Linked DNA regions of Gossypium hirsutum: regions 1, 3 and 4 are each linked to region 2. The links are chromatin contacts, called in public Hi-C maps. All regions are on one chromosome and are shown on one strand. Each heading gives the region's core, a stretch centred on a gene start, on an enhancer-like site or on the middle of the called end of the contact. The rest is flanking DNA. Distances are from core to core; before and after follow the strand shown. Region 1 holds the start of LOC107962070 (U-box domain-containing protein 4). Region 2 holds the start of LOC107943278 (putative MO25-like protein At5g47540). Region 3 holds the start of LOC107961933 (major latex allergen Hev b 5). Region 4 holds the start of LOC107961925 (tonoplast dicarboxylate transporter).

What was found. A called contact is a pair of places that touch in the nucleus more often than the background predicts.
Region 1: a Hi-C map of leaf shows a contact between it and region 2, with 1.9 times the contacts expected there. The contact joins the promoter of LOC107962070 here to the promoter of LOC107943278 in region 2. A contact is called at or near these places in 16 of 34 Hi-C or Micro-C datasets (anther, callus, fibers and 3 more).
Region 3: a Hi-C map of leaf shows a contact between it and region 2, with 2.0 times the contacts expected there. The contact joins the promoter of LOC107961933 here to the promoter of LOC107943278 in region 2. A contact is called at or near these places in 3 of 34 Hi-C or Micro-C datasets (all in leaf).
Region 4: a Hi-C map of leaf shows a contact between it and region 2, with 4 times the contacts expected there. The contact joins the promoter of LOC107961925 here to the promoter of LOC107943278 in region 2. A contact is called at or near these places in 17 of 34 Hi-C or Micro-C datasets (anther, fibers, hypocotyl and 3 more).

Annotation. Positions count from the first base shown.
Region 1 is chrA06:118,697,824-118,700,523 of Gossypium_hirsutum_v2.1, forward strand. It overlaps LOC107962070 (U-box domain-containing protein 4), which reads left to right and starts at 1,400. Exons shown (of 2, transcript XM_016898309.2): 1 at 1,400-2,700. The coding sequence starts at 1,557.
Region 2 is chrA06:118,556,791-118,559,490 of Gossypium_hirsutum_v2.1, forward strand. It overlaps LOC107943278 (putative MO25-like protein At5g47540), which reads left to right and starts at 1,443. Exons shown (of 11, transcript XM_016877027.2): 1 at 1,443-1,894; 2 at 2,139-2,300; 3 at 2,434-2,552. The coding sequence starts at 1,775.
Region 3 is chrA06:118,312,540-118,315,239 of Gossypium_hirsutum_v2.1, forward strand. LOC107961933 (major latex allergen Hev b 5) reads left to right here and starts at 1,383. Exons shown (of 2, transcript XM_016898118.2): 1 at 1,383-1,614; 2 at 2,078-2,700. The coding sequence starts at 1,600. The coding sequence ends at 2,488.
Region 4 is chrA06:118,416,339-118,419,150 of Gossypium_hirsutum_v2.1, forward strand. LOC107961925 (tonoplast dicarboxylate transporter) reads left to right here and starts at 1,452. Exons shown (of 6, transcript XM_016898098.2): 1 at 1,452-2,066. The coding sequence starts at 1,644.

The DNA.
Region 1 (2,700 bases), core at 150-2,649, 140 kb after region 2:
TATATATACACACATGTATCACATTACAAAAACAAAAATTTAATTACTTATACCTAATAAAACATTATCTCATTACAATAATAGTTATTTTCTAAATAACATATTGTTTTATAATTTTATTTCTTATTTAATATTTTAATTTAATTTTAATAATACATACTTTACCCGGATGAAGTATGTATTAGCAGATTCACTAATATGATTATATATATATTTAGGCATGTATCACATTACAAAAACAAAATTTTAAATACATATACCTAATAAAACCGAGTATTAAAAACAACTTTATAATATTACCAACTTTCATCGACTATATAATCCACAAGTTTGCCTTAAATATTACCAGCTGCTAATACATGCTTCATCCGGATAAAGTATGCATTTTAATAACACATGAAAGATGTGGACATTAATATTTAAGGCAAACTTGTGGATTATATAGTCGATGAAAGTTAGTAATATTATAAAGTTATTTTTAATACTCGGTTTTATTAGGTATAAGTATTTAAAATTTTGTTTTTGTAATGTCATATTAGTGAATTTGCTAATACATACTTCATCCAGGTAAAGTATGCATTATTAAAATTAAATTAAAATATTAAATAAGAAATAAAATTATAAAACAATATGTTATTTGGAAAATAACTATTATTGTAATGAGATACATGTTTTATTATGTATAAGTATTTAAATTTTTGTTTTTGTAATGTGATACATGCGTGTGTGTATATATATATATATAATCATATTAGTGAATCTGCTAATACATACTTCATCCTGGTAAAGTATGTATTGTTAAAATTAAATTAAAATATTAAATAAGAAATAAAATTATAAAACAATATGTTATTTGGAAAATAACTATTATTGTAATGAGATACATGTTTTATTAGGTATAAGTATTTAATTTTTTTTTTGTAATGTGATACATGCGTAAATATATATATATAATCATATTAGTAAATCTACTAATACATACTTCATCCAGATAAAGTATGCATTTTAATAACATATGAAAAATGTGGGTCCTATCATTTGTGCCTCAGAGAAAAGCTTAATTAGTCGCGCCTCAGAGAAAGTCTCGATTACTGTTCCGAAAATAAAAAAATATTTTATTTAAATTTTTTAATATAAAATAATCATTCTCGCCTGTCAGATAAGTGCGAATGAAAAAAATCTTATTTTCGTATATAATCAGACTGACAACCTATTTTAATAAATAATTTTTTTTAAATTTATTTTAGTAAAAAATCCCACATAAGAAGAAACCCTGACAACAGCATAACTCACCACGTGTTCATTTCTATGTATTGTTATTCACGGACAGTCACTGTAGTTTTACCTCCCCCAAAGCAGTAAACAAAAAAATGTTGACCTCTCACAGCTGGGGAGGAGAGTAAAAATAGAGGAAATCAGGCGGTATAAAATCGCAGCCTTCCGTTTCAAGTCCCACTTCTTTTCTGAATTCTACTCATACTCTTACTCTCAATATTGAAATGAAATCTCTCTGAGAGAAGAGTTGCTTAATTGAATTGGTTTTGGTTGTAATAAGCATGGTTTCGCTGGAAGATTCACATTCTAGTTCCAACCGGTTTCCTTTGGGTCGAAACTTTTACACCCCCGGTTCAGCTTCCACCACCAAAATCCACCGACATGTCGGCCGCTCCATGCGTACGATTCGCTCCAATCTTTACCAAAACGACAATAGTAGCTGCTCCTTCACCAGTTCCGTCCCTGAGAGGTCCGCCTTTGTCTCCGAAAATCTCACCGAGTCCGTTATCGACATGCGTCTCGGCGAACTGGCTGCCAAAAGCAACGCTAAATCTGTTACGTCTGAGTCCGAAAACGAGGCCTTTTTGGAGATTTTTCAAGCCTTTAGTGATTTCTCCGCTTGTAGCAGCGATATCTCCGGTGAGTTGCAGCGCCTTGCGAGCTTGCCCTCACCGGAAAACGCTTTGATGAATGAGAGCAGTAACGGAGTCCAGTCTGAGCCGGAGCCGGAGCCGGAACCGTGTCATGGCTTTTTGCAGAGGGAGAACTTCTCGACGGAAATTATTGAGAGTATCTCACCAGAGGACCTTCAACCGACGGTCAAGATCTGCATCGACGGCCTCGAATCACCATCCGTTGCGGTGAAGCGATCGGCTGCTGCTAAACTCAGGCTACTGGCGAAGAACCGCGTGGATAACCGTGCGTTAATCGGAGAGTCAGGTGCGATCCCTGCACTGATTCCGCTCTTACGGAACAGCGATCCTTGGACTCAAGAGCACGCGGTGACTGCGTTACTAAATTTATCTCTTTACGAAGGGAACAAAACTCTCATTATAAATGCCGGAGCTATAAAATCATTAGTCTATGTTCTCAAGACGGGCACTGAGACCTCCAAGCAAAACGCGGCGTGTGCACTTCTGAGCTTAGCTTTGATTGAAGAAAACAAGACTTCAATCGGAGCATGCGGCGCGATCCCGCCGCTGGTATCTCTGCTGATGAACGGATCCAACAGAGGCAAGAAAGATGCACTGACAACTCTTTATAAGTTGTGTTCAGCCAGGCAGAACAAAGAAAGGGCGGTGACTGCGGGCGCGGTTAGGCCTTTGGTGGGGATGGTGGGAGAGCAAGGGACTGGCATGTCAGAGAAGGCGATGGTTGTTCTTAGTAGCTTGGCGGGAATTAAAGAAGGAAAGGAAGCTATTGTGG
Region 2 (2,700 bases), core at 193-2,692:
AGATACAACTCCACGAATGAGTTTCTATTTGGTTTCAATGATTTTTAACTCGTATTCATTGTCTTGCTCTGCTTAGCTTTGTTACAGGAAAAAGGTTGCATTTAACTAGAAACTCATGGTGTCAGGGTTTATTCCAAGAAATCCACTAATTACTTCTTCAACTATGCTTGTAGGTACCACCGAAGACACATGAAAAGAAGTCTATCTCAAAGTTTTTCTCAACAATGAAAGTTAAAAAGGAACAAGTATCAAACATGGAACAAAGTGTGTGTGATGAATATGTCAAAATAAATTTGCAGAATAACTTAAAGGAGGAACCTAAAAGCACAGATGATAGACTTGCATCCTTAACAGATAAAACCGTTCACCTTTTTTACTAAGCTATTCACCATTCACTTTAGCATACTCTAAATGACAACAAAATCAATCACTCGTAAAATAAAACCAATCAAATGCATTGCAAATAACTTCAATTAACACAAAGTGCTTTCTTTCACACAACAAATGAATAAGAACACCAAAAGAACACATGCAACCCCAAATCCCCCTTAAAACGCTTCTTTTCCTTTGATTAATTAATGCTTTTAACAATTTAAACCCAAAATAAAACAACTTCCAATTTCCTGTTAGAACGAGCCAACAAAGCCTATATACTTAATCATGAAGTAAAGGAAAAAAAAAAGAAATCACCTACTAATAAAAAAACATAAAGGTCTTTTTTTTAAATGGTGCAATATAAAACCAAAAGAGCTAAAAATCAGTAAATGAATGATATTAAGTTATTAACATACAAGGAAAATGATCATAGTTTATATGAAGAAAAATACCTGAAACTAGGTTAAAACTTCTGGGTTTGTTACAGAAAACAAAGAAAGAAAGGAGAAGCCTTTGTAAATTTTTATTTAGAGAGAGAAAACAAGAAGTAGCTTTCTTCTTGCCTTCTCTATGGCATGCTCGAGAAGAATTTGGGGCTAGTGGCCGAAGACGAAGCAAGCAATAAAGGCTGGGTGAGAAGGGCTGTCGGGTTGAGTGAGGAAGGTTTCAGAACGGAGAAAAACAAAGGTGAGTCTCTTCTTGCCTTTCTATATGGCATGCCCGAGAAAAGTTTTGGGCTAGTGGCCGGAGGTCAAACAAGCAATGGAGGCTGGGTGAGCACGGTTGTCGAGTTGAGTAAAGAAGGTTTCAAAATGATAAAAGGTAAAATTGAAATTTTTGAGACTAATTTCTTATTCCACACGTCCTGAATGACCCATTCAGTGGGGAGGGCAGGGAACAATGCTTTCTCTTCCCTGAGTAAGCCCATATTCAACACGGGCTGACAATTGCGATAAACCAAACAATAGTGCGGTGATGAGCCCATTGAATTGGGCTATAATATATTCATACTCCTCCAACCAAACATGCTCTTAAAGTGAAGGACAGTAACCAACGACCAACAGTTGAGTAATTCATGTTAAAAAGGGAAATCCCAAAGCTGAGCAGAGCCGTTGGATAAGTAGTAAGTGATCGAAATAATCAAATCGCAGAAAATATCGGAAAAGAAGCCAAATCAACCAAAACTCACCTTTGTTTAAACATTCCAAAACATTAACTGAAAAAGTGACTGAAAAACTTGGAAGCGATTTTCTTTTTTAGTGAAAGAATAGGAATTTGTATAAGCAAGCCGGGCGGTGCGACGAGCAGAGCCGTCGCACAGGGGCTCAGGCATCCCGCAGCACAACCTGATAGTACTTCTACATCATCAATCCTCTACGATAAGTCATCGTCTACCAAGATGAAGGGGCTTTTCAAATCCAAGCCGCGAACTCCCGTCGATATCGTGCGCCAAACGCGTGATCTCCTCAGCTTCGCCGCCCGCTCCTCCGAAAGTCGTGAATCCAAGCGGGAAGAGAAAGTTCGTTACTGAAAACACCTTTTACTCATAGCATCTTAATTGTTTCGACTTGGTTTTTTTGCTATTCGATTTCTTTTCTTTGTTGATCTGGATCGCCCCCTTTGGATTTTGATGACGGCAGCATGTGATATAGTTACTATTGGAATCGAATATGATTTCGTTGTGCCTGAGCAGTTATTGGATTTGCCGAAATTAACATAGGTTCGGTGTCTAATCCTTATATTTTAACTTAATCTTGACGCAGATGGCAGAATTGTTTAAGAATTTAAGGGAGTTGAAATCTATTCTTTATGGAAATAGTGAATCTGAGCCAGTCTCAGAAGCTTGTGCACAACTGACTCAAGAGTTCTTCAGAGAGAATACGCTGCGGCTCTTGATCACTTGCCTTCCTAAATTGAACTTAGAGGTAACTGATTGACTATAAAGTTAAGATGACTTAACTTACTCAACAATGTTTACATGAGGAATTTCCTTGGCAAGAGTCGTTGTTGTCCCCGTTGTTGCTTCTATGATTATTTGACAAGTGGCTTCCTTTGCAGGCAAGGAAAGATGCCACTCAAGTTGTTGCCAATTTGCAAAGGCAACAAGTGAATTCGCGGTTGATTGCTTCTGATTACTTGGAAGTGAACTTAGATCTTTTAGATATTTTAATAGCAGGGTAAGTGGAAATCTTAAAAGGTTTATTACTTTACTTTTTATAGGTTGGTTTTCAATGTAACTTCAATGGTTCGTTGGATCTTTGTCTTTGTGTTATCAAGTCTTGACAACTTAATGCCAGAGCTAAGATGATAAGTTACTGATAGTTT
Region 3 (2,700 bases), core at 133-2,632, 240 kb before region 2:
TTCGAAACCACATCAAACAAGTGTTAAATTAGAGTTTTAATCACCACTTCATTAAAGTCAAGAAATAATATGTAACATTTTAGCGCAAGTCGGATTAGAGTTGAGATTTTTTTTTACCATCAATATTCAAATAAAATTGAATTCAAAGACAAGTGAAAATTTAATTTTGTGACTCTCACCATGTCTTTATCCTCCTATTCAAAAAAAAAACCATTAAGTGATTAAATTGATTCGAATTTACAATCTTAAAAATTATATCAATTTATTTACAAGCAACATCAATACCGATCAATTTTTTTAAATTCATAAATCATTACAATCGAGTTAAAAATTAATTGAATTGATTTTTCTTTAAATTTATGAATTTTTAAAATTTATTTAATCAATTGATTGAATAAAAATCAATAATCAAATTAATTCAATCACTAATCTAATGCTGAAAACTTAGATACCAACTACACTAAGTATAAGGGTAAGATGAAGGGTGTATTTATAGGGTAACATGATGAAAGAAGGGATGATGCGTGGCAAGTGTGAGGATTGGTCCACTAGGAAAGCATAGGCAACATGGGACCCAAAGAGGAATGGGGTAAATCATGGCGGGGGTGGAAAAGCCAGCCACACGGCAGCCAAAATTTTTCATATCAAATCGGAGAGTGACAATGATGGCAGTTGTTGCATGTGGCCCCGCTTTGACACCGTCCTACACTCTCTCATTCGGCTCCTGTTGTGTTGTTGTTGCCTTTTCATTTGGGTGGGGATCGGGTTGCTCACGTCTACACCATTTATCAATGTCTAATTAGTTAATTCATCGATTTTATTAGAATGTGATATTTTAATTTTATTGTATTACTTTTATTTAACTTTTATTAAAATATAATTTTAAAAACTTATAAATAAACATAACTTATATTTCTCTTGTACTATTTAAATTCAACATAGTAAATTTTTTTTTCTTCTGCCCATGATTTTTTTAATAGGGTTTCCACATTCTGTGTTCTATTTTTTTTATGATTTATTTTCATTATTGACATTCAACTTTACAATCATAATTATAGCCATAAATATTTGCATTATATGTAAAGGTTCAGTGTATTCATGAAGGGGTCAGGTGGAGGACCCAATTGAACAAACTAAAGTAAAAGAAGTAACATGAATACCATAGCAAATTAAGCCAACAACATGAATATATATATGTTGTGTATGTATACAGAGAATTAAGATATGACGTTTGATGTGAGGAATGGGCCTCCACCATTTGCCATTACCAATTCATTTCCAGTTAATTTTAATACCAACAAATCTTGTGTAATGAAAGATACCAACTTTATTAAGAAAAAGAAGAAATAAAAGTAGAATAATTTACAACTAGACCATGGTGTAATGTCGTTTTGAGTGTCAGTGACATGAGGTGCCAAATTGCAAAGATTCTTCCAATGCCTCTCTCTATCTCCATTTCTTTAATTTAAAATCAAGCTTTTACACCTCTATATATACCTCTCACATTCATCCTCTCTTTCACTACACTCAATACATTCACCTCTTGCTCTATCTCTGTATATTTTATTCAATCTTTTCTTCAAGTTCCCATTTTCCCCAATGGCCAGTGTTGAGGTAATCAAACTGTAATGCTGTTTTTTTCGGTTTATAATGTTGTTGTTTTTCTTTTAAACATTATAGAACCCTATATCATAGATCATCAATAATTCCACCCTGCACTCTGCAATAGAGTTATGTATGGAGTCGGGTTGGATATCTAAACAGTAGACAAAGTTGTCTGTAATCCACAAGATTTAAACCCGAAAGTTTAGATCTGAATCTGCAATGTTAAGCTTTAGTTATATAGCTGTTGCAGTATTTGTGGTATTAAACGTCAATGTTTTTCCCTTAACGTTCAGTAATGGAACAAAAACAAATGATGGATGATCAACTGATTATGAACTGTCATAGTTTGCACTTGAAAACAACATTTAATATGTTCAGTTGATCATTGGCTTCAATTATCTCAATAATTAATTAAAAGATTTTTTATGAACTTGATCCAAGAATAAAGGGAATTATTTTCTGGTTTTTCCAGGTTCAATCAGCTGCAACAACATTGCCAGAGAACGAGACAACACCAGAGGTAACCAAGGTTGTGGAAACGCCAAAAGAGGAGCCAGCGGCCGCACCTGTAGAAGCTGAGCCGGAGACAACATCAGATGCTCCGGCTGCGGAGGAAACCGAAGTTTCCATAGCCGAAGCTCCAGCTGAAGTCGATACCAAAGAAGTGGTAGAAGAAGAAGCGAAGGCTGCTGAGGAATCGGAGAAAGCAAAGGAGGAGGTAAAGGATGAGACCCCGGAGGTGCAGACAGAAACAGTTACAGAGGAGGCCAAAGTAGAGACCGAGGAACCCGCGGTGGAAGCAGCGGTGGAGGAGAAACCAGCGGAGGAGGAAAAGGGAGATGAAAAAGCTGAAGAGATTCCTGTTGAGAAAGTTGAAGAATAGAGCGACCAATACCATACGTAAGGTGGCAAAAGCTTAAAGGAGCTTCTTTTTTCTATAGGCTGTATGTCATAGTTGGCGGAGTCATACTACTATTATTTATGATTACTATGTCGGATGTGGGATGATGAGGGCTTTCTTTTTCTTTAATGGTTGTTTTTCTGCTTTGGGGTTTGATATTTAGTATTGAACTTCCTTTTGGGTCCAGGGGTCAA
Region 4 (2,812 bases), core at 202-2,701, 140 kb before region 2:
TTATAGATGTGCTGCTGTTTCGATCATCTTGTTGTTGTATCCCGGGAGACAATTGACCTACGTTTCTCCAAGTACCATAGGAGCGGCCGAATCTGTCTTAAGGAAACTGTATTAACAGGCCTCAACATCTAGTAAAACTCGATTTTCTTATTTGATTTCTAGTTTTCATAATCTTGTTTATTTAGTTTTTTTTTCCATATATGATACTTTAAATATAAATATTTATTTAATTTATTTTATTTAAATCTAGCGTTTTTTAGATAAATATAGATATTTGTTTATATCACTTATTGAGATCTTATATTTAATATAATTATTTATATTTATATTTGTTTGTTAATGTGTTTTGTCCAACATTCCCTTCCCTTTCAATGAAATATCACATCTTCTTTATTTATCGATATTATTATTTAAAATTTTTATTAAGATCAAATTATCAACTCAATTATAAATTTATTTAAACACCCAATTATTTTTACCCAAAATCTAATTGTTAATTTATTTGCATTAAATGAATTACATATGACTTAACTTGTTCCTACTAATTAAAATTCAATTATGGTTACCTGAACAAGAAAATTCAAATATGGTAGAACAAAAATAGTGACAGGCTAAGAAGTAATCTCCCCAAACAGATAGCTATAAACCTTACATGTCAGCTTAATCTTTATCAAGTAATTTTTGTTTTAAAAAAATTGTCACTTGCAGAATAGACAGACAAAGCTATCACTTCCAAACACATTTACTATTTTTTTTTATTACTCTACCTTCGTTTTCATTTTTCTACAAACAAATTGTTGCAACTTTTCTTTTTATTTATTTTCCATGAATTTGTTTTCTTGAATCAAACAAATGTCTGGCTGACTGGGGCTCTCACACTTTTTTCCATTGTTCCATGTTACGTATTTATATCATCAACCCCAAATGCAAATAAAATTTAGATCGCCTACTCACAAATAGGTTAGGCCCGACCAATTCAGTACATGCAGGTCTTGTAGTGGAGGTTCGTCAAAAGAGCTCGTAAGAGAATTTTATGATCTCAATTTGTATATATTAAGGAGTTCGCATGCAAGGACTACAAAGTTTAATAGGTAAATTAAAATAATTCACGTGTCCAATATACATAAAACGTAAAAGAATGTCAATTCTATTAATAATAATTATATGTATAAATATTCAATTATCTCCATTAATGAAATATTACAGAAAAATACTCAAGAGTCAAGAGTACCATATCTCAATTAGTTGGAACATTTTGAGAAATTATACCTTGTATGTAACAATCAATAACCCATGAAAGGACTAATCTACAAAGGCTAAGATAAGTTGTGGCATAAAGATACCCACGTGGCTTTGTTGATGATCTGTAATTGGCCCTATCCATGCATCCCGTACTTTGAATCCAAGCATATTCCTATATATATATATTATATATTTAAATTTATTAATTTTATCGAATCATTATGGTTTCTAATGTTTATACTAATCAACATTTGTAAGCTATATGCCAAAAACAACTAATTACGGGGAAAAGCGAATTTGTCAATAGCTAGCCTCCGTCCCAAGTTTCAGATATAAAAGCAAGCCTTGTCCAAGCCTCTTATTTTCCACCACACTTGATTCATATCCATCTCGCCGGAAAAATGCCCGCCGGTGACAATTCCGATGATTCAAAAGCCCCACTTCTCCCCATCAACGAACCAGTGGAGTCTTCATCGAGTTCACCCTTTTCTCTGAAATCCTTGATCTCACTTAAAAGTTTCTATGTGGTGTTAGGACCCATATTGTGTGCCATCGTGTGTGTTTTTGTGAAGTTCGATGGTCCAGTGACTAGCCGGAACATGTTAGCTGTTCTGGCCTGGGTCTTCTCTTGGTGGCTCACTGAGGCCGTGCCGATGCCAATCACCTCCATGGCACCTCTCTTTTTGTTTCCCCTCTTTGGAATTTCTTCTGCAGATAGTGTTGCCCACTCGTATATGGATGATGTGATTACCCTGGTTCTGGGTAGTTTTATACTTGTTCTTGCTGTTGAGCGCTACAACATTCATAGAAGATTGGCCTTAAATGTGAGTTTCCCTTATCGATTTTACTCGTTTCAACTGTATTTTTCTCCCTCAAGTTGATTCCTTCTTGTTAGAAAATTGACATAGCTGACAGTAATCCATAGAACACATGAAGTTTATAGCAGCTTCTTTGTGTTTGGATCGATTTTGGACTCAAATTCAAAGTAGATTATTAAAAGATTATACTATTTGTTGAAGCAATTAAAAGGAAATTTTGCTCAAATGCTATCACAAAAAGGGTTTTCTTTTTTGGCAAAAAAACAATACTGGGTCTTTTAATTTGCTCAAAAGCTTCAACATGATTTCAGACTGCAAAAAATTATCAAACTAGTCCCTGTATATTAGATTAAAGAACACAATGGTCCTTTCTGTTAAAAATGCCATCCATATATACTGTTAAAAATTGGTGTGGTTGATAGAATAACTAGATAGTGACATGTGACATGCCACATGTATTTTATACTGATGTATAGGGATCGATTTTTAATAGAAAAATGGATGAAATTGTTAACAGAAGAACCAAATTACTCTTTGATCTAATAAATAAGAATTAATTTACTATTTTTTTAATAAATGAGGTAAAATGCAATCGACTCCTAATATAGAGGTCTCCATGGCACTTTTACCGATTTCAAAACATATCTTTTACTTGTTATTATCATACCATTTGTTGTAGTAAAAGTTTTTAAAATTATTTTTTAGATTCTAAATTAGCCACTAAACTTTAAAAATGTTCTAATTGAGTCATC